Regions from separate parts of the Sus scrofa genome. Here all the other regions are linked to region 2. A link is a contact called in public HiChIP or PLAC-seq data. All regions are on one chromosome and are shown on one strand. The core of a region is the stretch at or near the end of the contact, and the rest is flanking DNA. Distances in the headings are between cores, read along the strand shown. Region 1 holds the start of USP1 (ubiquitin carboxyl-terminal hydrolase 1). Region 2 holds the start of PGM1 (phosphoglucomutase 1). Region 3 holds the start of LEPROT (leptin receptor overlapping transcript). Region 4 holds the start of JAK1 (Janus kinase 1).

What was found. HiChIP or PLAC-seq counts read pairs in DNA pulled down with a chosen protein or histone mark.
Region 1: a contact with region 2 is called in an H3K27ac HiChIP or PLAC-seq map of alveolar macrophages. The contact joins the promoter of USP1 here to the promoter of PGM1 in region 2. A contact is called at or near these places in 1 of 47 Hi-C or Micro-C datasets (liver) and 1 of 2 datasets of contacts at active chromatin or transcription factors (alveolar macrophages).
Region 3: an H3K27ac HiChIP or PLAC-seq map of alveolar macrophages shows a contact between it and region 2. The contact joins the promoter of LEPROT here to the promoter of PGM1 in region 2. A contact is called at or near these places in 2 of 47 Hi-C or Micro-C datasets (embryonic fibroblasts and heart right ventricle) and 1 of 2 datasets of contacts at active chromatin or transcription factors (alveolar macrophages).
Region 4: an H3K27ac HiChIP or PLAC-seq map of skeletal muscle shows a contact between it and region 2, with 5 times the contacts expected there. The contact joins the promoter of JAK1 here to the promoter of PGM1 in region 2. A contact is called at or near these places in 2 of 2 datasets of contacts at active chromatin or transcription factors (alveolar macrophages and skeletal muscle).

The regions. Positions count from the first base shown.
Region 1 is chr6:149,984,399-149,987,426 of Sscrofa11.1, reverse strand. It overlaps USP1 (ubiquitin carboxyl-terminal hydrolase 1), which reads left to right and starts at 1,481. Exons shown (of 9, transcript XM_021096553.1): 1 at 1,481-2,273.
Region 2 is chr6:148,911,589-148,914,808 of Sscrofa11.1, reverse strand. PGM1 (phosphoglucomutase 1) reads left to right here and starts at 1,372. Exons shown (of 12, transcript NM_001246318.1): 1 at 1,372-1,798. The coding sequence starts at 1,553.
Region 3 is chr6:146,985,413-146,988,719 of Sscrofa11.1, reverse strand. LEPROT (leptin receptor overlapping transcript) reads left to right here and starts at 1,459. Exons shown (of 4, transcript NM_001145388.1): 1 at 1,459-1,517. The coding sequence starts at 1,502.
Region 4 is chr6:147,427,302-147,430,575 of Sscrofa11.1, reverse strand. JAK1 (Janus kinase 1) reads right to left here and starts at 1,500. Exons shown (of 25, transcript NM_214114.1): 1 at 1,313-1,500.

The sequences.
Region 1 (3,028 bases), core at 232-2,731, 1.1 Mb before region 2:
CAGTTGCTTTGGTTTAAAAAAAAAAAAAATTCCTTTTTCTTTTTTTGTCTTTTTCTTATCCATCAGCAGATCCTATTGGCTTCTATCAGTTCTCAACATTTCCACTGCTACTACCTTATCCCAAGCCCCCATAATTTTTTCCCTGGGCAGCAGAAATAGCCTCCTAGGTGACCTTCCAGCTTGCAGTTTTGAAGGTCAGCAGTCTGTCCACCACGAGCAGTCACTTAACCGATCACGCCACTCCCCAGCTTCAAACCGTCAAGTGATTCCCGTCTCCTTACCTAACCAGAGCCCTGCCCAGTGTCGCCGATCTCACGTCCCACAATCTTCCGCACTTAAGTTCACTGCGCTCTAAGCTCCTTGGCCTCCCTGCCTTCTTTCCAGAACGCCAAGTGCCTGAAGACTTTTATAACTTACCTTTCTCCTTGCTGGGACCATTCCTCCCTCAGATTCGGCCAAGGCTGGCTGTGTCTTCATTTAGTTTTCTACTCAAATGTCTGACTGTGGTACCTAGAACAGCACCCTCCTTATTTCCTCTCCTATCACTCATATTATTTTATCTCATTTTAGCTTTGCATTTACCCTGCCTAGAAGGGAAAGCCCCTTTGGAGCAGTTAATGTTCATTCGCGCCGTATCCCTGGCGCCTGGAAAAGTGCCTGGCACATCAAGCACCTAAAAACAGGCTTAGTTAAATGAATTTGCACTGAACTTATCCTGTTTTCCACTTGCTTTGTGAGATCACCTCGCCTCCGAGGTAGGCATACAAACAGGGACGGAAGCAGAAGCTATGGAAAGGCCTGCCTTGCCGTGTTTTGAGCCCATTAGTAAGGCCTCGCGCAAGAACCCCTCGAAGCTCCCCCAGCCAGAGCCGGGCGTTAAGAATGCTCTTTAGTCTCCTCGTCGTCCGGAGACAACAAGAGACGTCGGTGGGGAGGGGAAAGGGTAAAGAGGAGAAAATAACGCGTGGAAGGGCTGAGGAAGGAGCCTCGGCTCTGCACCGTTCGGTTGAGAATTTACTATTTTTCATGGCGGCAATTATTTTACTGGATGGCCCGGGGGCTGGGGCTGCGATTCGGGCGCACAGCAGCAAGCGAGGCGGTCAGCCATTTTCCGAAACTAATCTCCCGAGTAACCCCGCCCGAGTGTGTACGCATGAAACGGAGGCGGGACTTATTGTGAGGGCCCCTCTCCGGAAACCGCACCCTCGCTGGCGTCCCACCTTCTGGGATTCACAAAACGCAGACCAAGATTTAACAGTCGGCAGCGAAAGCGCGCACTCGAGCGCCAATGAGAGCGGGAGGAGAACGGCGTCTGAAGAACACTCTCTATGGCCAACAATGATTGGCTGAAGCCCTCCTGTCTTTTTTTTGTATTGGGTGGACTGCCTTTCCCCGCCCACCCAGTTCGCTTTTGTCTAGGTACTTTTGATTGGCTCCTCTTAGGCGGCACGGGGGATTGTTCATTACGGATTGGTGGATTTGAGCACCTGGCGGCTCCTTCCCGAGCAGGGAGTCCATCCCACCTCTCTGTCCTGTTTCCCGACCCGTACGCTTTCCCCTCAACTCTCGCGCACGAATGGTTAAAAAAAAAAAAAAAAAAAAGGGTGTGAGGCTGGAGCCCGCCAGCCAGGCCTCTCGCTCCTAAGCGCGCGCCCTCAGCGAGGACCCGCGCGAGCTGCCCGTGACGCTGCCTGCGCTGTTTGAAACTGCAGAACCCGTTACGAGCTTGAGGCAACTACCGTTCCAGCTGGTTCCGGAGCCCGTGCGGGCCAAGGGGCGAGTGGCGGTCTCGAGGCGGCTCTGGCCTTTCGCGTCTCCACCGCGTGGAGACTAGAACCGGCACTTTCGCAGGACACCACTTCCAATCGCAGCGCTGGCGCGGGCGGAGGCTAAAACACGGGGGTCCTGAGACTGAGGAAAACGCGCCAAGTTCCCGTCGGTGGTGGAGTGAGGAAGACCCTAGCGGTTAGGACGCCGGGCGAGCGGAGCTGCTTCTGGCGCTCCTTGCCGTCCCGGGGCGGGGGCGGGCGCGGGCGGGCGCCGCTCCGGGGATGTAGTTGGTGCGGGCGCCGGGCAGGACCGAGCGGCAGCCCGGGTTCCCGCTCTTCAGAGCGAATGGTCACTCCCCCGCGGGGAGGGCGATCCGACCAGCTTTTCCTTGGGTCGGGGGGCCCCCGCGGGCTCGGGGCAGGGGCTCACCTGTGGCACCCACGCTCGGCCTGGTTGGACTTGTCGGCGTCACCGCCGCGGACCTCGCTTTGGGCCATGACCAGGTAAGGAGGGCCTGTGGAGGTGGGGCCGGCGCCCGAGGGGGCCGCGGGGAGGACCTCGGCTTCGTGGGTGCAGCGCCGCCGCCGAGCTCCGTGCAGCGGGCGGGGCGCCCTCCTGCCGCCGCCGGGGACTCAAGGCAGGTGCGGGCCGGGCGTAAATAGGCCAGCTCCGCGGGCGAGGGTCCCGGAGCTGCGGTCCTGCTTCAAGACGCCTCCCGCCGGGCCCGTGGCGTCCTCACGGGCACGGGCACAGACCCCATCCCGTCTTTTCGCTTTCCTTTCCGTTCCTAGAGAGTGCGGGGTAGCGCCAAGGAATGTTTTCGCTCGCGTTGTCCTGGGTCGGGATTGCTGCATTTTACCGCGCAGTTTAAACTTTTACTTCTTTTTTTTTTAACAAGTATTTAGAATGCCACGTGTCTTAAACCTTTGTTGGGAATGTTCTCCTTATGTTACGTTTTTCGTGGAAAGTTGCAATTAAGTCGTACCACCTTGTGAAGGAGGCCGCTTAAGACGAATAGGACTTAGTGTTCACACTGTCACTTGTTCAGTAACATGCAATGTTCGATTTATCGTGGGTTCTGCGAAACCGGATTTAGATTACGGGAGAAACATTTTTGTTGTAGCAAACCCCAGTGATAAGGACAGGCGGGAGCAAGAAATGGTGCAGCATAAGGCACGGCACCTGGTCAAATGTTAGATTAACTAGGTCATGTTAAATCACTGCTTGAAGGAGCCTGGAGGATTGGTTTATTGATTAG
Region 2 (3,220 bases), core at 123-2,622:
ACCAAATCAAGGGAGACGCTGAACCTAAAAGACTGAAGATTCCTACGTAACAACTGAGTCTCTTTCTTTGACTCTATGCTCCAACCTTTCACGGCCACCCTGGTCCTTTTTGATCTCTTCCCTAATTTTCTACTGCATGAATAACTGACTTATTTTGATGGCAATAATACTCACCCTTACCTTGTATTTGTACATACGTTTATCAAGCCTTACCTGTACATTTCCTAGTTCTCAAATCTGGTGACAGGCAGGCAAATGATTGCAAGAGACCTGGGTTTGGAGCCACACCCACCTGAGCTGGCCTCCTACAAGTACTTATCTCTGTGGCCGTGACAGGTCATTTTTCGTCTCTCAGTTTTGCAAGCATAAAATAGGGAAAAAATAAAACCTGTACTTCAGAAACATTATATTCAATAAATCTTACCTATTAGTATGCCCACCCTAGTATGCAAACCCAATGGAAATAAAGTGTGTGGTCTGTCAGTAAAAAGTAGTAGGTTGAATCAGACCTTTGGAGTTGACTCCTTTTTCTAACACAAATACTCTTAATATTTAGAGAGAGAATAGAAAGAATAAGGAGTCATAAAATCGGGCTAAGGCTGACATTTTTATCCCTCAGAAGTGTTTCCATAAAGTTATTTACGCATGAAACTCTAGCTAAACCACAGGAAAACATACAGATCTTCCTCCACTTAGGACGAGGTTACTTCTGGATAAACCCATCCTAAGTTCTAAATATCGTAAGGGGAAAACACTAACCTACAAACACCGTAGCTTAGCTGAGCTTACCTTAAATGGGCTCAAAATACTGTAGCCTTCAGTTAAGCAAATTCATCTAACACAAATCCTGTTTTATAATAAAAGTATTGAATAGCTCATGTAATTTATCGAACACTGTACTGAAAGGGAAAAATAGAATAATGGTACGGGTACAGAATGGGTCTAAGTGTATGGGACTCTTTATCCTCCTGATCAGGTGGCTGATCGCGAGCTGCGTCTGAGGGTACGGAGAGAACATGTACTGCATAGTGCCAGCCCAGGAAAAGATCAAAAATCAAAATGAAAGGTACGGTTACTACTGAATACTTATTGTTTTCACACCATCACGAAATAGAAAATAGTCGTGAGTGGAAGCTTCCTAAGTCTTCTAAGTCCGGCTGTCCCGTCTCTGTTTTTCCCGCTGTCTCAAAGTCTTTGCCCTGTGACCCAGTCCCTACCCTAAGCTCCGCACGTTCACTTAGGGGAGGCGTTGCGGGTTTCTCTTTACAGTGATTGGTTTACCGGGGGGAGGGTACCTCGAAAGGCTCCACCCATCTCACCCGAGGCCTAGGGGTGGGCGCTCCCTATTCCCCTCCCTCTCCGACCTGCAAGGAGGTGGGCTGGCCGCGGAGGGAGGGCCCTGTCCCTTTAAGGAGGAGGGACGAGCAAGGCCGAGGGAGCTGCCGCTGCCCCGACCCGGTCCGCGCCCTCACCCCAGAGCAGCCGCAGCCACAGTCCCGGCCGTCCCCCGGTTGGCAGAGTCCGCTCCGGCCCCAGAAAGCAAACCGCCACCATGGTGAAGATCGTGACCGTTAAGACCAAGGCGTATCAAGACCAGAAGCCGGGCACGAGCGGGCTGCGGAAGCGGGTGAAGGTGTTTCAGAGCAGCGCCAACTACGCGGAGAATTTCATCCAGAGTATCATCTCCACCGTGGAGCCGGCGCATCGGCAGGAGGCCACCCTGGTGGTGGGCGGGGACGGCAGGTTTTACATGAAGGAGGCCATCCAGCTCATCGTCCGCATCGCCGCCGCCAACGGGGTAAGGGACGCGCCCCGTCCTCGGTCGCCGGCGTCGTCCGCCTCCTGCCTCGCTCCCGCGGGGCCACTTCCGCGCGCGGCCGCCGCAGTCTCCACCCACACGTCCTCCGCGCTCGCTCTTGCCCGCCCGGGGCCGCGGGCCGGAGAGGGGCCGCCCCGCGGGGCAGAGCCGCTCCTCTGACCGCTCCTCCCATCCTCCCCCCGCCCCCCGGGGCGCGAGCCGAGGCGCTGGGCTTGACCTTGGGAGGCCGGACCCTCCGCCTCCTGCCCCTCCCTCTCTCCCCTCCCCCCCGTTGCTGTTCTGGCCTCTGACATTTACGTTAACCTTTCTTGCCGGCGAAGATACAGTTACCGAGCAGAGGGCAGTCGCCTTGGCCGGGAAAGGTTAGAGGCCGCCGCTTTGCTCAGAACCCCCTGCATCCCGCCGGATGCCGGCTATTCTGGTCTGGGACTGGAGCCTCCCGCTGGCTGCGAGCCGGAGGCTTTGGGCACCCTCCCCTCAGCGGTCCAAAGGGCAGATCCGAGGGGGCGGTTACCAAGCCTCGTTCCCCATCCCCTGGTTTGCTGGGACCGAGCTTCTGCCCTTAGGCGGCCTGGTTGCTGGGGCACAGGCTTTTGAAAGGGCTCGTCTTTTCCCGGTGTTGTCTCTGGATCTGTTCCACAGAGGCGGCTGGAGCTGAAATTTCATTAGATCAGAAACTGCCTGGCCAAGGGCGCTCTTCCGTAAGCAGTCGTGGCAGGGCAGGAAATTAACGCAACCCTTTGCTTCCTCCGCCGCCTGCGCAGCTAGAGGATGTTAACTGACTTTAGGCACGTCCACTCAGGTGAAACTGAAGCAGATTTTTCAGTAAACCTAGGACGTATGCGAAAGTGTGGGTTTATAAAGTAGGTAAATGGGGACTGAACGTTCACTCACTGTTTTAAAAAAGTTTTCTAGTGAGTTTTTGTTGTAGTTTTCTATGTTTCACATAAGATTTGACTTATACTCAACCTCTTCTGGAACTCATCCCCTTTAGTAATGTGTTTTTTGTGTTTTTGTTTTTTTTTAAAATCCATTTTAGCAAACGAGTTTTTGTTGTGGTTTTCTGTGTTTCACATAAGGTTTGACTTACACTCAACCTCTTCTGGAACTCATCCCCTTTAGTAATTTTTTTTTTTAAATCCATTTTAGCAGTACTTTATTTCTCTTATTAACATATTGAGTGCCATTTTGCCAAGCCCTGTGAGAGAAGCCCTTCGCTTGCCGGATCTCATTTATCTTCCTGCTGCCCTGTGAGGTCGATGCTATTATGGGCAGCTTCAAGTTACCAATGAGAAAACTGACGCTTAGGCAAGTTCCACAGAAACTGTGTCTGCAGTTCCTGAGACACAGGAGATGTGCTGAGAATCTAGTACAGAGCTGCCAATTACAAGACCTTGCGCA
Region 3 (3,307 bases), core at 210-2,709, 1.9 Mb after region 2:
GGATAGGACTCAGCTTCTAAGGCTTTACTTTCTGTTTTTGGTGACTCATTCTCGGGGAAACATAAAATGGGTAAGTGGAAGAACAATTTTTCAGTGAACATCATCTGGCGAGAGGAAAACAGATTTTCTCAGGAGATGGCTAAAACCTCTGGCAAGATGGTTTTCTCTCTAAAGAGCTTCATAAACTGAAAAGGAAAGTTGGAGACAAATACTGTCTCTGCATTTTTCTGATTCTCGTCATTACCCTGGAGCAAACACCTTATCTTTTTGCATCTCACCATCTTTCAGTTTCTTCTAAGCCTGAGGCATTCAGACCAAGCTGTGCCTCTGAAGTAAGGTCATTTTTCTTCAAAATCATTTCTCCTTCTTGAGACTAGCCTCAGGCTGACGTGGAAGGTCCCAAGAAACCCTTACATAGTTTTCCTAGACACGGCTGGGTGCTTGGGGATGAAAAGGGAAACAGGAGATTTGACCCCATAGGAAATTCTCACCAATCAGGGGAAAGAGGCTTCCTCCTGAGGGCAGCTTTGTGTTTCAGTAAGGTAGCTAGAAATCCAGGCTTCCAGTTTGGGGCCGTGGAGAGTTTTCCCTGAATGCTTTAACTCAACATAGGGAAAGAGAAGTTGACAATAATGTGCTCAATGTACAGTTTTGAGAAAGGAAGCAGAGTAGTGAGCCTGAAAGGTGGTGGTGGTGAAAATTTGTACTTATGTAGCAAGGGGAGCCGGATTCTCCACGAACCCCTCGATCTTTCAATCCTGTGTAAAATTAAGAAAAAGTAATCGAAGAGGAGCAGCACCGTAAAATGGAGGGGTTCTCAGCTAGAAAGAGGGGTAAGTGGCCCATAATCCAACCTCCTGCAAAGAGTTGTGTGAAGCAGGCAAGTCCTATCCTTTCTGAGCCTCCTTCTGAAAAGGATGAACCAGGGCGGGAATTATGCAGAAGCTCAGGACCTAGAGGGAGAGCTCGGGGATCAAGGTCGGGGTAACCCTAAGAGAGCAGGACGGGGCTCTGGGTGGCACGGCTGGAGGAGATAGGTACCAGCAGGGGCGGATTCTGTGCGGCTAGGTTGGAGAGCTGGACTGTCAGGGGCGGGGCTCTGAGTGACTGGGCGGGAGGAGAGCCGGACCTGCAGGGGTGGGGCTCTGATTGGACGGAGCGAGGTCCAGCGGGGGCGGGGCTTTGCGAGGCGGAGGGGTGGAGACCATTAAGGGCGGGGCTCTGAATAGTGCGGCCGGAGGAGATAGGGACCAGCAGGGGCAGGCCCTGAGTGGCGGGCGGGAGGAGATCGGGACCAGCAGTGAAGGGCCTCTGAGTGGCTGGGGGTGGAGCCCATCAAGGGCGGGGCTCTGAGTGGTTGGGCCGAGGGAGGATCAGCAGGGGTGGAGCTATGCGTGGCGGGGCGGGCTTGGGACCCAAGGTACGGCCCTGGGCCGGGTCTGGGCGGGGGCCACGGCCGCGGCAGGAAACCGGAAGCAGCCGCGGCCCCAACTCGGGAGACATGGCTGGCGTTAAAGGTACACCGGAGGTCCCCGGCTCGCTGGTCCTTTGGTGGGGTTGTGCCTCGGCTCCGGGCTAAGCCTGGAGCTGCGCCTTCAGCGCGTGGGCGGGGAACGGCTTCCCCCAGACCCGTCACCCTGCTCGCCTCTCTGGGTGGGAAGGAGCTCTCCTGCTCCCTTGGCCCCTTGGGGTGCGGGTGGAGGCGTGTTTCGGGCAACCTCACCCTTTTTTCTGCAAGACTGCTAGTCTGAGTGCTTTCTCCCGCGTCTCCGGGACGCTCCACGCGGAGCCCTCGCTGGGAGATCCTGGCTAGCCGTGGAGGCATCACCTCCCTGCTCCGTCCCAGTTCCTTGGAGCGTCGTCCCACCCGCTCCTATGCCGAGTTTTAAACTAGGTTTTCACTTCCTGACATGTCCATCCTAACGCCTCTCTTCCCTTTTCCTGCAACTTCGCTGAGTTTCCCATTTCTTCCAGAGGAGCCATTGTCTCCAGTGTTCCCGGAATTGGGACACTGAAATATGTTGTTCCTAATGATTTTTCCAGTTGGGCAGAGTTGGCTTCAAGCGGGTGTCAGCAGAAAGCACCCTGAAATGCTGTTTCTCGTAACTGTGGAGAATGGGTGCACGTTGATCGCCCCTTTTATCAGTGTTTATTCATTTATGGACAGACAAGAAGATAGTGTTTGCGCTGTACTTGCTTTTGGATGGGGCATTTGATTTTAAAAAAGAGGGTACCAAAAACACCAGTTCCCTCATCTACGTGCCTTCAGAGGGACTGGGGATGTGACTGGGAGAGGTCGGAAGTCATCCTTTTGGTTTGGTAAGACGCCTTTTGATTTCTGATCTTTTGAATAGAGTAGCATAACTTGTTTCTACGTTGGCGTTCTAGCCTTGAAATTTATACCCAAAGATCTTCCCTCTCCAGTTAATCGGCATGTGCCTAAACATTCGTCCGGGTGTATTTGTACCCAGGCATGAGTTTATGATGAAATTTATCTGTGTGTGTAAACTGTTAGCAGCAGACGCATTTTCTGGCTGACTTTTACATGTGGCATTAATTAGTAAACATAATTTACTTGGACACTGTCCTCTGTGTAATATAACCATTTGAAGCTAGTGCAGGGAGTTTCCATTGTGGCTCAGCGGAGATGAATTCAACTAGTATCCATGAGGATGTGGGCTCCATCCCTGGCCTGGCTCAGTGGGTTAAGGATCCCTCATTGCTGTGGCTGCGGCGTAGGCTGGCAGCTGTAGCTCTGATTCAGCCCCTAGCTTGGGAACTTCCATATGCCACTAGTATGGCATGTGCCCTGAAAAGCCCCCCCCCAAAAAAAAAAGAAAAAAAAAAAAGAGTAAGCCAGTGCAGAAAACAGATGACAAGTGACAAGTATCAGGACTACACTGTGTTTAGTCATGCGTGGAAACTATCAAATAATACTACTTATTATGAATGTGTTAGAAATTGTGATGTGGTACAAAGGAAGATAGGCTATGAAATGAAAAAGGACTGCGAAAAGGAAGCATTTGCAGGTAATTCAGTTCATCTTTTAAAGAAGGACTACTGTATGCCTTTATGCCTGAGGCTTGGGATAAAGAGTTAAATGAGAAATTATTGTTGGGTGACAGAGCTGGAAGTAATTGTGCTCCTGTTTAAATGGCTAAGGTGTGCTAGGGTACAATGAGAACACAAATAGCTGTGGATCGATGCTCCTACATAAATGTGTTCAAGTTCTAATTGCCTTGGATCTGTGAACTTGACCTTATTTGGAAATAGGGTCTTTACAAATGTAATTAATTTAGGATGACAT
Region 4 (3,274 bases), core at 251-2,750, 1.5 Mb after region 2:
AGGAAATTAAAATTTAAAAAAGCCAACATTCCATGACCACGGCTAATTGTTTCTGCATTATAATCATGCCTTAACAATGCCAGACTTTTAATGCTTTCCTCCTCCAAAAAAAAACGACAATTTTATACAGCTGTAAATTCCTGTCACTGAGAGAAAAACCCTGGACTCTTTAAAAAAATATATATATATATATATATCTCCAACCAGGCAGAAGACAGCTCAGAACCAGGTACAAAGAGAAGTGGTACGGAGGACGGGATCCTTTTCCCCACGGCACACAGGAATTCAGAGAATATACAATTATACCAAAAAAAAAAAAAATGGGCACCAACACCTGGCAATAATCATAGCCTTTATTTAGTCCCTTAAAGAAGTTCCTTTAGGGGAAACACACATCTAAGGAGCCCACATCCCTGGAACCTAGAGGAGTGACTTGAGAGGGGTGTTTATTAATCCTGCAAAAGCGACATCTCCCTTTCATGCTTGGCGACCGCACGCGGATGGGGTCTGAGGAGTTCGCCAAGGAACCAGAGATCAGCCCCAGTTCGGGCTAACCAGTCCCTTTACAGTCGGATTCACAATTCCCCGAGTGGCTCTGTTCCTCTTCCCTGGCGACACCCAGGGTGCGACTTTCGCACTTTTCGCTGGATGCCTAGGGCCAGAGTCCCAACGGAACCGACAAGGGGAGGGGGCGTTTCCTGAGTCCCTTACACGCCCCCTGCCCCAAATAGGGCCCCAAATCCCAGAAACTTTCCCTCGCCTAGATGGCAAGGAAGCCAAATGCCTAAGACCCCGAGCCTCGGTCCAGAGGCCTGAAAAATCCTCCTCCCGGCACCCCCGCCCCCCGCTCCCCGGCAATTCTGCCAAAGGGCTGGCGGTCAAGTTCACCGCGCAACAGCGAGGGACGTCAAACCTCAAGCCAGCGCCTGTATCTCAGGGTGGTATAAACAGGATGTCAGCGCGTTTCAGGCTTGTTTATGAAAACTTGGCGTGCGCTCTGGAGGAGGGGGCGGCAAACCTTAACCTTTCCCCTTAGGGCCTGGTAGTCCTGGCCCCTAACCTCCCCGCCGCCGGACGGCTCCATTTGGCTGGAAATCCCCCGCCTTCCCCGCCCGCCCCCGCTCGCCCCCACCCCTGCCGGGCCGGGCCCGGCCCCCGGCTCCGGCGCCGCGCTCACAGAGCGACCCGGGGTGAGCGGCGCGCGAGGCCCGACAGCCGCGGCCGCGTCTCCCGCAAGCGCCGGGCTCCGCGCCCCTCTTCTTGTCGCCCGCGGCCGCCGCAGGCTCCTCCACCTCCACTCAGTGACACTCACCACTTCCGTGTGCGCCTGGGCTGGGAGAGCTCCGGGTCGCTGCGCCGGTCGGGGTCCGGCCGCCCGCTCCCTAAGTGGCCAGCCCCGCAGGGCCCCGGCGTGCACGCGCCGGGGGCTGAGAAGGGGGCGCGGGGCGCGTTATCAGATCTGGGACACGGGCCGGGGTAGTCCGCCGCAGCTCGCTACTCCGCGGCCGCCGCGGCCTGCGCAAGGCGACGCACCCGCCTCCCGCCCCGCCCCGCGGCTCGCCCCCGCCTACCCCGCGGCCAGTCCCGCCTCCTCGTGACGTCACACGCGGCAGCCCCGGAAAGAGGGGCGGGGACCGCGGAGGAGGCGGTGGCACAGCCACCAGCCCCGGTCCAGGAGCCAGCGCCTCCTGCCTTCCCGCCCCGCCCCCACCTGGCTTCGCTCACGCCCTCGCCCTTCAGTCGCTTGCTTCTTTTTAACACGGTCTCCTAGGAACACCCATATAGGGATGACGGGTCTGCGAGCCCAGAAGATGAAACGGTCAGGATGTGGCCATAGGTGGACCCCTCCCGAGTTTGGAGTGCCCTCCACCACATGTTAGTGCGCCGAGATTCATTTCTCACAGTTCTCTGACCCCTGTTCCCACCGAGTGAGAGGCCGAGCTTGTGGAGCACGAGACTAACATGAACTTAACGAGAAATAAATCTAACAATGTTGACAAGTCACTTTGGGTCCTACCCATTCTGTATTTAAAGGTCTCAAAATAAAAAAATTTTTCATACATAGTAATAAAAGCATTTGTTGATATTTAATGTGGGTCTAGCGATTTTCGGGTTTTTTTTTTTTACCAAATCCCTTAAAATGGGTTTTATCTTCATTTTATCCATGAGGAAACAAATTAAGTCTTCTTAGTCAACGTCACACCCCAGCCAGGATTCATACCCCATAGGCAGTCTACAGCTAAATCATGATTTTACTTCCTAAATAGGTCTCCAGTCCACTTGTTTCTCTTAAGTGTTTCAACAACATGAGCCTAGCTGCCACCATCTCTCATCTGAAAGAGCATAAACATCTCTTAAATTGTCACTCTGTATTTAATCCAGTCTCCAGTTAATTCTACACTGTGAGCTTTGAAAATTTCATGTGTTCCATTCACTCCCATGCTTAAAATACTCCAGTACCTTCTCTCCAGAAATCTTTGGATGAGAATCTGCCTAGGCAGATTCATTCAGATGCATGGTCAGACCTCTGCAGCTCAGCTCACTGCGCAGTTAGGCTTCCCCATATGCCCTGATTCCACTAACCCTGCAGGAGGATTCCTGCCTGAAGGCATGGGAGTTACTGCAGCTTACTTCATTCCGAGCAAGTGCTCATGTGGTGGTGCAGGTGCGTGAAAAGAGCATTTGACTGGAGTTCTGGGTTTTAGGTCTAGCTCCCTCCATTAACCACTTGTGTTACCCTAAACAACTCACAGTTTGCGGATAAGAGCTAAGGGGCAGACTACCCAATCTCCAGGGTGGCCTTCTAGAAGGGGATAGCAGAGCTAACAGAGAATACAAGAGAATCAGGTGGCAAGATGGGGCCAGCTGCCTACCTTGTAAGTAAGTGTTTGAGTGCAAGTCTGGCCTCACCTGCCACACGGGGCTCTTTGCATCATTTTCTTCACCTGTTCAATTGGGACAATACCTTCCTCACAGAGATTATGCTGAAAGTGAACTAAGATAAAGCAGGCCAGACACACATGGTAGGCTTGGTTATTCATCGAAATCTTTTTTTTCTTTTTCTCAAACTGGGCCTTAAAAGAACAGGTGGGAATGATATGAGTGGACAGAGAAACAGGAAAGAATCGTATTTCAGGGAAGGCAAAAAGCACAGAAAAAGGAAAGTCAGAAAAGCTGCCATGAACCCGTTGTGCTCATGAACAAATCTGGGAGTTCCTGTCGTGGCGCAGTGGTTAACGAATCCGACTAGAAACCATGAGGTGGCAGGTTCGAT